2 separate regions of the Triticum aestivum genome follow, and region 1 is linked to region 2. A link is a contact called in public Hi-C data. All regions are on one chromosome and are shown on one strand. Each heading gives the region's core, a stretch centred on a gene start, on an enhancer-like site or on the middle of the called end of the contact. The rest is flanking DNA. Distances are from core to core; before and after follow the strand shown. Region 1 holds the start of LOC123086913 (dormancy-associated protein 1). Region 2 holds the start of LOC123086911 (type IV inositol polyphosphate 5-phosphatase 11).

Region 1 (6,040 bases), core at 2,522-5,021, 510 kb before region 2:
CATTTAATGCTCTCCACTTGCTAGCATCTGCGAGGTGTCTCAGCTTCGGCTCATCTCCGTCATCTGGCTTCACCCTCTCCGCGTGCCAGCGCATAAGCTTTGCTTCCTTAATTAGGATCTACGAAATACCGCTGTAGACGCGGAGTGATCGGAAAGTACCATACAACTTTCTATGGAGCTTTCTTTCCAGCCTTTTTATATTGTGAAACATTGCACTTTGGACAGATGGTTTTTTCCGCGTGCTCGTTCCGATATATGATGCAATCATTGATGCATGTGTGATATCTAATGTGTGGCAGATCAAGAGGGCACACGATTTTGTTTGCCTCCTCGACACTAGTAGGACACAGGCTTCCCGCGGGAAGAACCTTCTTTAGATACTTCAGAAGCTCATCCAGGCTTGTATCTGTCCATTTGTTTTTTGCCTTCGTCTTTAGAAGTTCTAGTGTGAAACTCAAGCGGGTCACTTCGGGATCGCAACCATCATACAAAGGAGTCATCGAGTCTACCTCCAGTTGCGCCAGTTTGGCCTCCTCTCTAGAAGCAGCTCTGTCGCCAGTCGTCTTCTTGCGAAGCAGGTCTCGAAAATGAGGGTCCCGCATGGCTGAACTTAGTAGCGACGAAGACGGTGGCGTGTCCGCGTCTTCTCCGCCTTGAACTGCCTCTTCGCCATCGACATTTCCGAGGTTGTCTTCCTCTTCGGGCACATAATCGGGCATCTCTTCGTCTGGTGGCCCCATGTCGTTATTTCCTACCCCGTCGACATCCTCATCATCATCATCTTCACTTATCCACCGAGTATGGTCATGCATGAGCAGGTGTGCCTTGAATGTGCCACCCTCAAAGGGGTCGAGCCTGACTATTCCTTTGCATTTTTGACACGGACATAAAACATCCTTCAGTCTTTTTTCATACATGTCGTCCATAGTGGATTGCCAGTATCTTTCCACCATCCTTCCATTGACCTTCATGATCACCTGCGCGTGGAGCAAATATTATAACCACGTATATATGCATGCATGGATCAAATTCATACAAAAATTCGGCATGAACTTCCCTAAACATAGGACGTATTGAGTTTGCCCGAAATTCACCGGAACGGAATTGAATCATCATTTCGGCAAAACATAGGCAACTCATGTCACCCACATTATTTCATCAAATACACAATGTAGGCAACTCAAATTATGTCACACACAATTCGGTATATATATTCTCATATCGCCCATATATATAGTTGCAGTCCTATCCACACAAACATCTTTTTTTGCTCACCTATGTGTTGAGAGGGATATCAAGCACCTTTCTTCTTAATTACCTAGTAGCTCTAGATATATAGCTCTAACTAGCTAGCTAGCTAGGGAGAGAGAGAGAGCTAGCTAGGGAGATAGTGGGAGAGGAGAGGGAGAGAAGAGGGGAGGCATTAATGGAAGGGGGTGGAGGGCAAAGAAGAGGGGGAGGGAGGGCATTAATGGAGGGGGTGGATGGCAAAGAAGAGGGGGAGGGAGGGCATTAATGGAGGGGGTGGTGGTGGAGGGCACAAAGAAGAGGGGGTGGTGGAGGGCAAAGAAGACGGGGAGGAAGGGCTCTAATGGAGGGGTGGTGGAGGGAGAGCATTGAAAGGAACAAGCAAGATGAAAGAGGGAGAAAGGAAGAGGGAGAGGAAGAAGAAAGGGGAGGAATGAGGGGAAAGGTGGTAGGTGGCTGGCGACCATAGCAGTAGTGCGGGGTGCCAAAGCATGCTACTGCTATGAGTGCCAGCAAAATATCTACTGGTACGTAAAACTAACTATAGCACTTGTACAAAAACAATGCTATTGGTATAAGTTACCTATAGAAAAAATAGCAGTAGCGCGTCTAGGTGCACAGGCGCTACAACTACTTTCTTAACAGTAGCACTGGTTAGACTACAAACGCTACTAATATTTCTTTGTCGAATGATGTGTTGTGGCAAACTTACCAGTAGGGTGGCCTTCAAAAACGCTACTATGTTATACCAGTAGCGTGTTTTATAACAAACACTACTGGTAATTATCAGTAGTGTGGGGTCTATAACAAACACTACTGATAAAATTCTATCTATAAGCATTTTCCTAGTAGTAATAGTGGTAGTGCGTTGGTAAGGGATTTTGGGTGGATTTATTGCTCTTCGAGGCGACCTACTTTTGTTGTGACGCAGCTAGATGATTAGCATAAGGCAGGACCTTTTTCGTTTGTTTGTAATTATTGCGATGGAATGCCAAGTTTCAACTACACTTGTTGTTTGCAGCAAGTTGAAGTCTTGTAATTGATTTATGCCTTCTATAAAAGTCGTAGTCTCTTGTAATTGATTTTTGTCTTTTATAAAAATATGGTATTTCAGTTTTCTATAAATGCCTTTTATAAAAATATGATATTTCAGTTTTCTATAAAAATATATGATACGTCTAGACGTACTCTCAAAAAATATTGTCCAATGTAATGTTTAATCTCCAACGGACAGCAGAAAAAGAACAAGGCTAGTATAATTTTCAATGATTTTTTATCCTTGTTAACCGTTCTGCGTCTAGTTCAGTTTTTCGTTCATTGTACTACCTATTGTTTTCCTTGATAATAAATATCTTAGGGTGTTATTGTCTAAGAAAAACATATCAGAGAAAAAAAAAGGAAAACTTGCTCTGAGGCTGTTATTGTCTTTACCATAGGTGGTTAAACATTGAGAAGACCACACCACACACACGAGAGAATTTACACACGCATGGAGCTTACACAGAGCACACACATACACCCATCACTCGCTAGCATGCAGCGAGCATACCGAGCCAAGAAAATAAAGTTACAAGCACTAGTAGACAGTAGTACGAAGCTGAAGACAAACCACATGCAGCCTCGGACAGCAACGTACGCTACGCAGGATTAGATAACCAAAAGAGCAGCAAACATGGCGGCGTCGCACAAGTTGTTGAGCACCCTGCCTTCAGTTCTCTGGCCGACGGCTCTTATTTAGCGGTGGTTGCTCCTTGTCCTCGTCTCGTCGCTGTAAAGCCTGGACATCAAACGTACGTGGCAGCGTTATTATCATTTGCCATGTTCACCCGTTTAAAGTTCCCAGTAGATCGTGTTACTAAAACTGATTTTGTACCGTGAGATATATAGATCATGAGCTAGCGTACGTACCAGTCGTAGACGGTGGGGGAGTTGGGCTGCGGGCGGTCGAAGAGGTTGGCGCCGAGGCTCTTGGTGGCCAGGTTGCTCCCGGGGTGGAAAACGCTCCGCCACACGCTGCCGCCGCGCGGCGGCGTGGACGACGACGGCGTCACCGGCGTGGTCGGGGTCGTCGGCATCGACGGCGACTGCTTAATCGCCTCCCCTGCAGCTGCACCTCCACCAACATCCATGTAAACCGCCGTCAGTTCACACAATAATAAACCCAACAGATCCTCCGGTTAAGCATCAAATCTTCTTCTGAAAACTACTCGTGCTAGTTCTTACGTTCTTCTCAACAGTTTCAGGCCATGTCGGTACCTCTGGACTAACGTATATAAACTGTACCTGTGTTGATGGCGAGGGGTTGGGTGGCGGCGGCCCGGCGGAGCTTGTCGAGGCCCGTCTCCGGGCGAGGCCCGGCCACCACGTCGTCCCACAGCTTGTCCAGCATCCTGTGCAGAAGTTGGATCTGATCGGTGCAAGAACTAGTGTCACTCGCTTGTAGCACTACCACCGATAAGATCAAGTGCACTGGCCGACTGAGTTAGGTGAGACTGGGGGACACTTAAATCATGCAGGGACGGGGATGCGGTCACCGTCGGGTTGCGTTACCGCTCTAGATCACACACGGGCACCTGTACACCTACGGCTAGTGTCCAACACAGTGTACTAGCAAACGAAGGATCGGACCGGGGTGTGGCGTGGCCTCTAGAAATGTCAGTGGCGATGAGGTTAGCTTGTTTTGACCGGACGGTGAGCCGAACCAGCGCTTGGGGTGATAAGATTGGATGACGAGCCCCGCTTTGGACAGTCGTGCCGGATAAGGATGCAGCGGACTGGCCCCACTGCTCGGTTGGATTATATGGAGCGAAAATATCTAAACCTGACTTACGGGCAGCACGATGTGGCAGTGGGACACGCGATGGTGGGAAATATATTTAAAAAAGGTGTAATGAGAATGGACAGATCACCAACGACACACGTCGACGCAACTCGTACAAAAGATTGAGATCCAGAGTTTAACTACGGCGAAGTCGCTGTAGATGCACCGGCCTTGTGTCTTCGTATGAAAACCATCTGGAATGTGACATGCATTCTCCTAAATATCTAACCAAGTGTGGCTAAAAGTGACAGCTTATCATATACTGCATTATGCAACCGAGCGGATTAGTGCATCTTCAAATTATCTCCCGTGTCCGTTCACAAACTGGGGGACGAGTCCACGGACACAAGAGCCGGCCATTTAAAGCTATATGCATCTATCCGGTTACATTTCAAACGAATTTTAACGAAAACTGAACAATTTTGATGCAAACTCAAATAAACCGGACGATATTCATTCATACTCATTGGATAATTTTTACATAGAACCGGATACTTCCCATTTAAACGGAGTAAAATCATTACATTTAGACATATTTCAACTAGACCATACTCTAGACCTAGCCTAAAATGACCGCCGGTGACCATTCCCATCTCCGGCCAGCCATGAGCCCCAGAAAATGAAGCCCCGCCTCATTTTCCGCCGCCGTGAGCCCCGGGAAATGAAGCTACCAGCCTCGACATCGCCGCCAAACAGCTAATCAGCCAACGATGTTTGAGCCCACCAAGCTTGACTTCAAGGGGGGGGGGGGGGGGGTCGTGGCCTTCCTGGGACCTGAGCGCCAGCGACTTCCCATGCTCTACTCTTCTTTGTTGTCGGCAACGCTCGCATGTGTGCCGACTTCGTGGTCGTGGCGGCGGGGCGCCGATACATCCATTTTGCATTATGATTCCCTACTGCTATTTATCTTATTGTGAAGTTATATTTTATATTATGATGCAATTCTAATGCTTTTTCTCTCTCAGAATGCAAGATACATCAAAAGGGAGGGATTGCGGGCAGCTGGAATTCTGATCTGGAAAAGCTACTACGGAGATAGCAATTCTCCGGGGCTCAAAATAAAGAATTTTACAGAGATTTATTTTGGGATACATACAAAGTATTAGAAGAAAGAAGTATCGGAGAAGAGCCTCAATGGGCCCACAAGCCCTGGGGACGCGGCCACCCCCAGGCCATGCACTACTAGGGAAAAACCTACCAGCAGCGAGGGTTTTGGGCCTCTCAGTAGCGCGGGCACCGGCGCTACTAATAAGGCGCTACAGCTAACGTATAGCAGTAGCGCCGGTTGTCCCACGCTACTGCTATACATGAATAGCTGCAGCGCTCTTTGGGAAATGGCGCTACTAATATTATCTGCAGCGCTGTTTGCTGGGATGCGCTACTGACAATGCGGCGCTACTGCTAAATTTCCCCCCTCGCTACTACTAGTTTATTTATTAGTTCTTTTCCTGCATGTTTGTTTTGTATTTGTTTTGTATTTGAATAGGCTTTATACAATAATCTTTAGCATATCATACACATACAAATGTAATCATAGCATATACATACAATTAGTCTCATCAAATCATGTTATCATCATAATCATCATCCAACACAAAGTGGTCTCTCGTCATCATCTCGAAAATAGCGATACAAGTCTCGAATGATATGCAAATACATCGTCATCCATCTAAACAATGATATACGCGAGAAGAGCTATCACTTTGAGAACATGAGTTCGTATCCCTCTTTCGCATTAGCGTGAACCTCTAAACTAACTACTGCCTGTCGCTCGGAAGGGCCTGACACTCCGGCCACTTGTCGTATATATACTCCTGGCATAGCACTTCTTCGCCATCTATGATCTATGCACCTGCATCATCACATGAGTCGATGATATGCAACATATATAGTTGAGCAACAGAAAGAGACAAACTTGGCAAAAATAAAAAACAACATATCATAAGCATAAATAACAAAGTTCATCGTACC
Region 2 (5,963 bases), core at 656-3,155:
CACCACATACTTTCAGACAAAGATGAGCTTTCACAGGCTTGTGATCAGAGCTGCTAACACAGTCAAGTGCTTCATATGAACTTAACACCGCATCCAAGCCAGAAGAATGGTCAACCTTGAACAATATCCTATCTGTCCAAGATGGCACTCTGATCTGAGGAAGTGAAGAGCATATGCATAAGACATTATTTTTCCAGAATATGTACAATTTCCTTCAGACAAATTGACATCTTAATATGATACTAACTGAAGGTACCTTGTAACTTGAATCGTAGTTGCTACTTCCGACATTATATTTGTATGTTGGCTTAAAAGACAAGGTCCCTTCACAGTACCCATGGAAGACTTGACCCTTCTCAGCTTCTTGCAGCAGCTGGTCTCTGTCTCTTAGCTTCTGAAATAGCGCATATATGTCAGGCATTTATGTCATGTAAAAATTGAATAGGTCCAGCATACACTTACACTCTGGCGATTCTCCTCGATCATTTTCCTTGCTGGCATCGAGCTTATTCCTTCTAATCTGTAATTCAAGTCACCGAGCCACACTGTTATGTCGGCAGATTTGGCATAATGTATGTCATTCTTGGAGAACAGCGAGTGCGAAATATGCCGGCATTCAGAGTTCCTCTTCTCCACCTTGCGTTCATGGGCTACACTTTAATAAGTTACCTTGTTACTTATTCGTAATAACATTTGAAAGACAACAGTTACTATTGAATTAAATTAATGTTGCTTCCGGTATTAGCACTGAGGTAATAAGACCCAACAATAAGAAATGGATTGGCCAGAAGTTGGAAATCAACCTGCAAGATGGCAGGACACAAACACCATCCGGATCCCACTAAAGTTTACGTACATGGCCACAGCTCCTTTCTTCCTCCCAATTACGCCACCGCAGCCTCCGACTGCGTGTTCATCCACCTTCATTTCTGACCAAATTCAGGTATTTAAACAGGACTTATTTGATCAGATTAGAAGTGCTCTTTCAACACCAAGAATATTCAGCTATATAATAACATGATCACCTTTGATGTACGCTTCCGAACTCTTTGCCCCGAAAAGAAACATCTGAATAGACTGCATGGCCTTCTGGCATAACAAGCTGAAATTTTGACAACCATTGCTGTATTTCAGAATAAGGTGAAAACCTTCAAAGTGTTCATAAAAAAAAAGGTTAACGTTGAAGGTCCCTCACATGTGTGTATCAGCCATGGCTTCTTGCAGAACTTGTTCGACGCCACATTTCGGGACTTCTTGCAGCCCCACAACCAGCAAGTCGAACTTCCTGGTGGAGCTCACCAGCTTTCTTATGTCCTCCACAGACATCTTCGCGAAAGAACAGATATTAAACCAAAGGAAATGGCTCAACCACCATCAAGAAGAACGCAGCCAAGAATATGAGTATATGATGCACCTTGCCATTCATGTTCCATGTGATAATGCAGACACAAAGCACGGAGCTGGCTGTGAACTCGCAAGCTTTCTGAATCCGGATCGTCTTTATGCCTTCATGAGTTCCATCCCCTTCAATGGAAACCATGCCATTGTTGTGCAGATCACCGAATATCCTGCGATCCCATTAGTATATACATCAATCATATGGAATTGCTCAAAAACAAATCAATCATATGGAAAGCAACTTTTAATAAGACTGCATAACTATTTTTTGCAAACAGATAATATACCATTTTGGAAGACTGAAGCTGCTGCAGTTGCCCATGTGTTGGCCGAGCCCTTCCTTTCCGACTATCTTACGGGGAGAAGATTACAAAAGGGGACTTTTTATATAGCGATCTACTCCAAAAGTTCGACGTTTCTTCGCAGAAACCAAATTGATTAGATTTTGAGATGCTTCTGGTCATCACGTTTTCCTGGTCAGCAATTCTGGTGCAAAGTTTCAACATAGCAGTAGAGAAAAGGACAAGTGGAATGCTCAAGACCAGCCACTTGGATTGTATGGATTGGGTAGTTAGGTACTGGATACCTTTGATGTGACAACAAGATCGCCTTTGTCGTCGCATCATTACAAAGGACGCACATGTGAAATTGACTAGACACATACAGAGGACCAGTAGAATTGCTGCCAATAATGCTTGGAGACAAGCATGGCCACATTTTTGCTTAGCAAGTAACTTCGTTGAACATGAGCTCTCTGATGGAGAAGTTCAATTGGGGAACATGTTGGACTTGCTGTGTTCCTGAAGTTTCACCATGCAAGCCTTGTGCATCACTGAACCGTATAGCCAGGAAAAGCAACCATGTTGTGAAAATGACATCTCTCTCATTTTGTTTTTCTCGTTTTATCCGGTGGCATACATATTTCTAATGAGCAGAAATGCATTGCCCTTTCTCACAAAATGAACAAGTCAGTAACACCCTCAGTGAAGTTAAATCAGCTGGGCTGCAAAATGTATTGCGCCATTTACCGCAAAACAGCTGTATTTACAGGAAGTACATCTCAGAAACAGCATATGGAATCCACTATTTAGAATATATATATTTCAAACAATCTCAGGTTTATCCAAGAGTTGATCGATACCAAAAAAAGGGGGAAACGGTACGTAAGAGGGCAGCCTGTGTGTGTAGGGCTGTGGTGGGTGGGATGGCAAAGGAGATGTGTGCAGGAGTGACGGTCTTCGTCAGGTGGTGCTCAAAGTCAGTGGTGATCTAGCACAGCGATCTTCGACTGCCCGGCCTGGCTAGGTCACCGAAGAAGAAGGAATCAGCTCATGGTCCTAAAAAACAGCGAGCTCGACATCAAACCCAGACAGCGGGATGGGTGATTTTTTTCAAGTTTGGTTTGGGGTAATGAGGCAACCCTGTTATTTCAGTGTATTGCTCCCCCAGCTCTTTACCCATTTCATTTGAGCTTATCACCATCATATGGCATGTGGAACAACAGGTTTTCCAAGATCCAGGATCCGTCTGAGCTTTCGAGTTCCGATCAGGATATATCTCAGAGTTTCTACATGCCCTTATCGTTGTTTTCTTATCCAAGGCGCAATTTGCTCCACGGACTACAAATTCGCATGGTTCGCAAAGATGCTGCTTCTACTAGTATCTGAATTGCATAAAAGACAGGTCTATGCTAGTGGCAAGAGGGAACAACCGAAACACATTCAGTATAGCAACGACAAATCACATCCCAGCAATAATGAAATATATGAGGCACGCATCACTGATTGTTAAAAACCCACAAAGTTGCTGGGGCAGTGGCAGTGGTAACCACAACCAACAGAGTTTATGCGAACACTGTCATTGAATTCTCACACTATAGAAAGACGAAATACTAACAAGGAAAACTAATTTCATGTTTGACAAGGTACTTCAAAGTCTGCTCCTGAGAGTAACTTCACCATCCCAGTCGCACCTAATAACAAGGATAAAACACATAGTCAGCATCTGGCTTATTGCAATCGGTATCAAACAAAAATAACAATTCAAATACGTTAATGCAACTATAGAAAGTCCAGAACAAAATCTTGTGGTGCAACCAACTGCTATTACCAATAACTTATCAGGAGATAAAGGATATTAAAACTCAAAACAGTGACAGAACTGAGTAGTTTGCGTTTGTCCACATAACTTCCTAGCATTGAATAATAATGAGAAAACAACGAAGTCTCAGCAATTTAAACAACAGAAGATCACAGGGGAAGGAAAAAGATGGCTAGTGGTGTGGGGTCTCAGGCAAAACCACGTTCTCATCAGATTATGACTAATGGGCAGGAACCAAGACAATTCAATTCAATTAAACCTTGCACTTAAAATGAACCCAATGATAAGTGCCACATGTGTGGCACGGACCACTCCTGCCCTGATGTTTTTTACAACTAAAGTTGCCATTCAAAAGAAAAAACAAATCCAAAATATAAACTGAAACTTGCCATCCGAAAAGAAAGTTGCCATGCTTTACAACTGATGAAGTTGTCATCCTCCCGTCACTAAACTTGCCATCAAAAACATTCAGAGTTGCCATGTGTCCGTGCCACATATGTGGCACTTATCCGGGTCCAAAATGAATTGGGCATAATGACTAGGTCTGTTTCTACAACTCAGAATGTCCAGTCAACATATGAGTATATGACTGATCAAGACCAACCTCAAATACAATTTTTAGTTCTTTCTAAAGCAGACAATAGTTAGCTTCTTCCCAACTTAAATCCAGTACAGTTTTTGCAGCTGTTGTGTTGCCAGTATTATAATGATCTGGTTAATGGGATCATTCGAAATATATATAATGGATAATCCTAACTGCAATGGTCAATTAAAAGATAGCTAACGACAGTCTTAAGAAAACATTACGACTATTATTCTATAAACAGCACAAAAAATGCACAAGCATAACTGACAAGATTCTACCATTCCTTCTTCAGAAGCAATGTCAATAAATAACAAACATTACGGAAGACTTTGCTTATGTACCACAAAGTCAATTCTACAAGAATTGTACTACCTCCGTCTCGGTGAATAAGTCATTCGTGTAGTTCTAGGTCATCGATTTAAGGAATTAAATATGTGTTATATGTCATGAAAAGTATATTATTAGATTTCTACACGGATGTAGTTTCTAAATATATATTTTTTGTCACATATAATACATATTTAGATAGTTAAATTGTCGACCTAGAACTACGCGAATGACTTGTTCACCGAGATGGAGGTAGTATGTAAATATAGAACAATCTAATAGATAATGCTAAAAAGGAAAATTTATATTCAGAACATACTGGATACTGCATCAATGAAGCCATAAAATACAGTTATCATTGTTCTCAGAAAGGAGCCAAGTACCATCAATACATTAATACTTCTTGATTCATTGGCCAAAATTAAACAAGATAACAAATAACAGCAAGAGGTGCAACTGTGATCAAAACAGATAAAATACTCAATCTTACTGCATTTATTAAAAAAAGGGTTATGAACCAATAAATCGATCTTCCAATCACCATAATGATACTGCTAAAACAAGGGATTATAACATAGTTTGAGAACGGCAAATCAGCTAAACAAATTCAATATCACAACCTATCTAAAAGCTAGTTGGACTCTTTAAAACATGCTACTCCCTTCGATCCATATTACTTGTCGCTGGTTCAGTACAAGGTTAGTACAACTTCACAAGTAATATGGATCGTAGGGAGTATAATCTTTACAAAGTTGTCATGAAACATAACTTTTCCTTTCTATCTACTCGTTGAAGGTCATTAGTTAGGTTCAATAATTTCTCAGTTTGCAAATCAGCATTACCAAACTAAAAGATCATTAAAAAACCAACAGATCGCCTGCTTTACACACGAAAGAATAGAATTACAAGCTTTAGCAACCCTAGTAATAAGGACACTCATTAGAATCCGATCTACGGCTACGAAACCCTATGATACCGTACCAAACCGAGCGGCCGCACGACGATCCGAAAACGGATCACACGCGCAACGCACCCAAATCGACCAAACCCTAGAGAAGGAAGAGCGTGGGCGGGAGGAATCACCTAGAGCTCGAGCTTGAGCTCCGTCATGCCGGGCTCGCGGGTGAGGTAGTGGAGGATGTAGGGGGCGGCGCGGATGACGGCGATGCAGCCCGCCATGATGCTGAGATGCAAGCGCAGCTCCTTGTACGCCGCCTCCTTGCTCGGCTTCCGGGGCATCGCGCCTAGAAACATCTTGGCTGTCGTCGGCGGCGAGTTCTCCGGGTTCGAGGGTTTGGGTTGGGGATCTGGATGCGGCGGGGCTGCTGCTGCTGCTTAAACCCTAGGACGATGCGATTGCGGTGGCTAAACTTGGAGAGGAAACGGGTCGTATTTACGCCCGTGACCCTGGCGAACTGCGTATTTCCGCGCACGTTGGGCCCGGCCCAATTACCACGAAATCAGGAGTGCTCCTATTCGGCGCGGAGACCTCTTTTGAACCGAAATAGGAGTCCTGCGAGTTTTTCCTTTTTTTCGTAAATCCGTTTATTCA

Evidence for each region. A called contact is a pair of places that touch in the nucleus more often than the background predicts.
Region 1: a contact with region 2 is called in a Hi-C map of leaf, with 4 times the contacts expected there. The contact joins the promoter of LOC123086913 here to the promoter of LOC123086911 in region 2. A contact is called at or near these places in 2 of 5 Hi-C or Micro-C datasets (both in leaf).

The regions. Positions count from the first base shown.
Region 1 is chr4A:554,368,586-554,374,625 of IWGSC CS RefSeq v2.1, reverse strand. It overlaps LOC123086913 (dormancy-associated protein 1), which reads right to left and starts at 3,771. Exons shown (of 3, transcript XM_044508745.1): 1 at 3,532-3,771; 2 at 3,157-3,355; 3 at 2,636-3,025. The coding sequence starts at 3,637. The coding sequence ends at 2,983.
Region 2 is chr4A:553,854,412-553,860,374 of IWGSC CS RefSeq v2.1, reverse strand. LOC123086911 (type IV inositol polyphosphate 5-phosphatase 11) reads right to left here and starts at 1,905. Exons shown (of 8, transcript XM_044508743.1): 1 at 1,686-1,905; 2 at 1,415-1,568; 3 at 1,196-1,326; 4 at 1,026-1,102; 5 at 804-929; 6 at 463-650; 7 at 257-394; 8 at 1-154. The coding sequence starts at 1,720. It overlaps LOC123086910 (mitochondrial import receptor subunit TOM6 homolog), which reads right to left and starts at 5,792. Exons shown (of 2, transcript XM_044508741.1): 1 at 5,495-5,792; 2 at 3,126-3,370. The coding sequence starts at 5,665. The coding sequence ends at 5,495.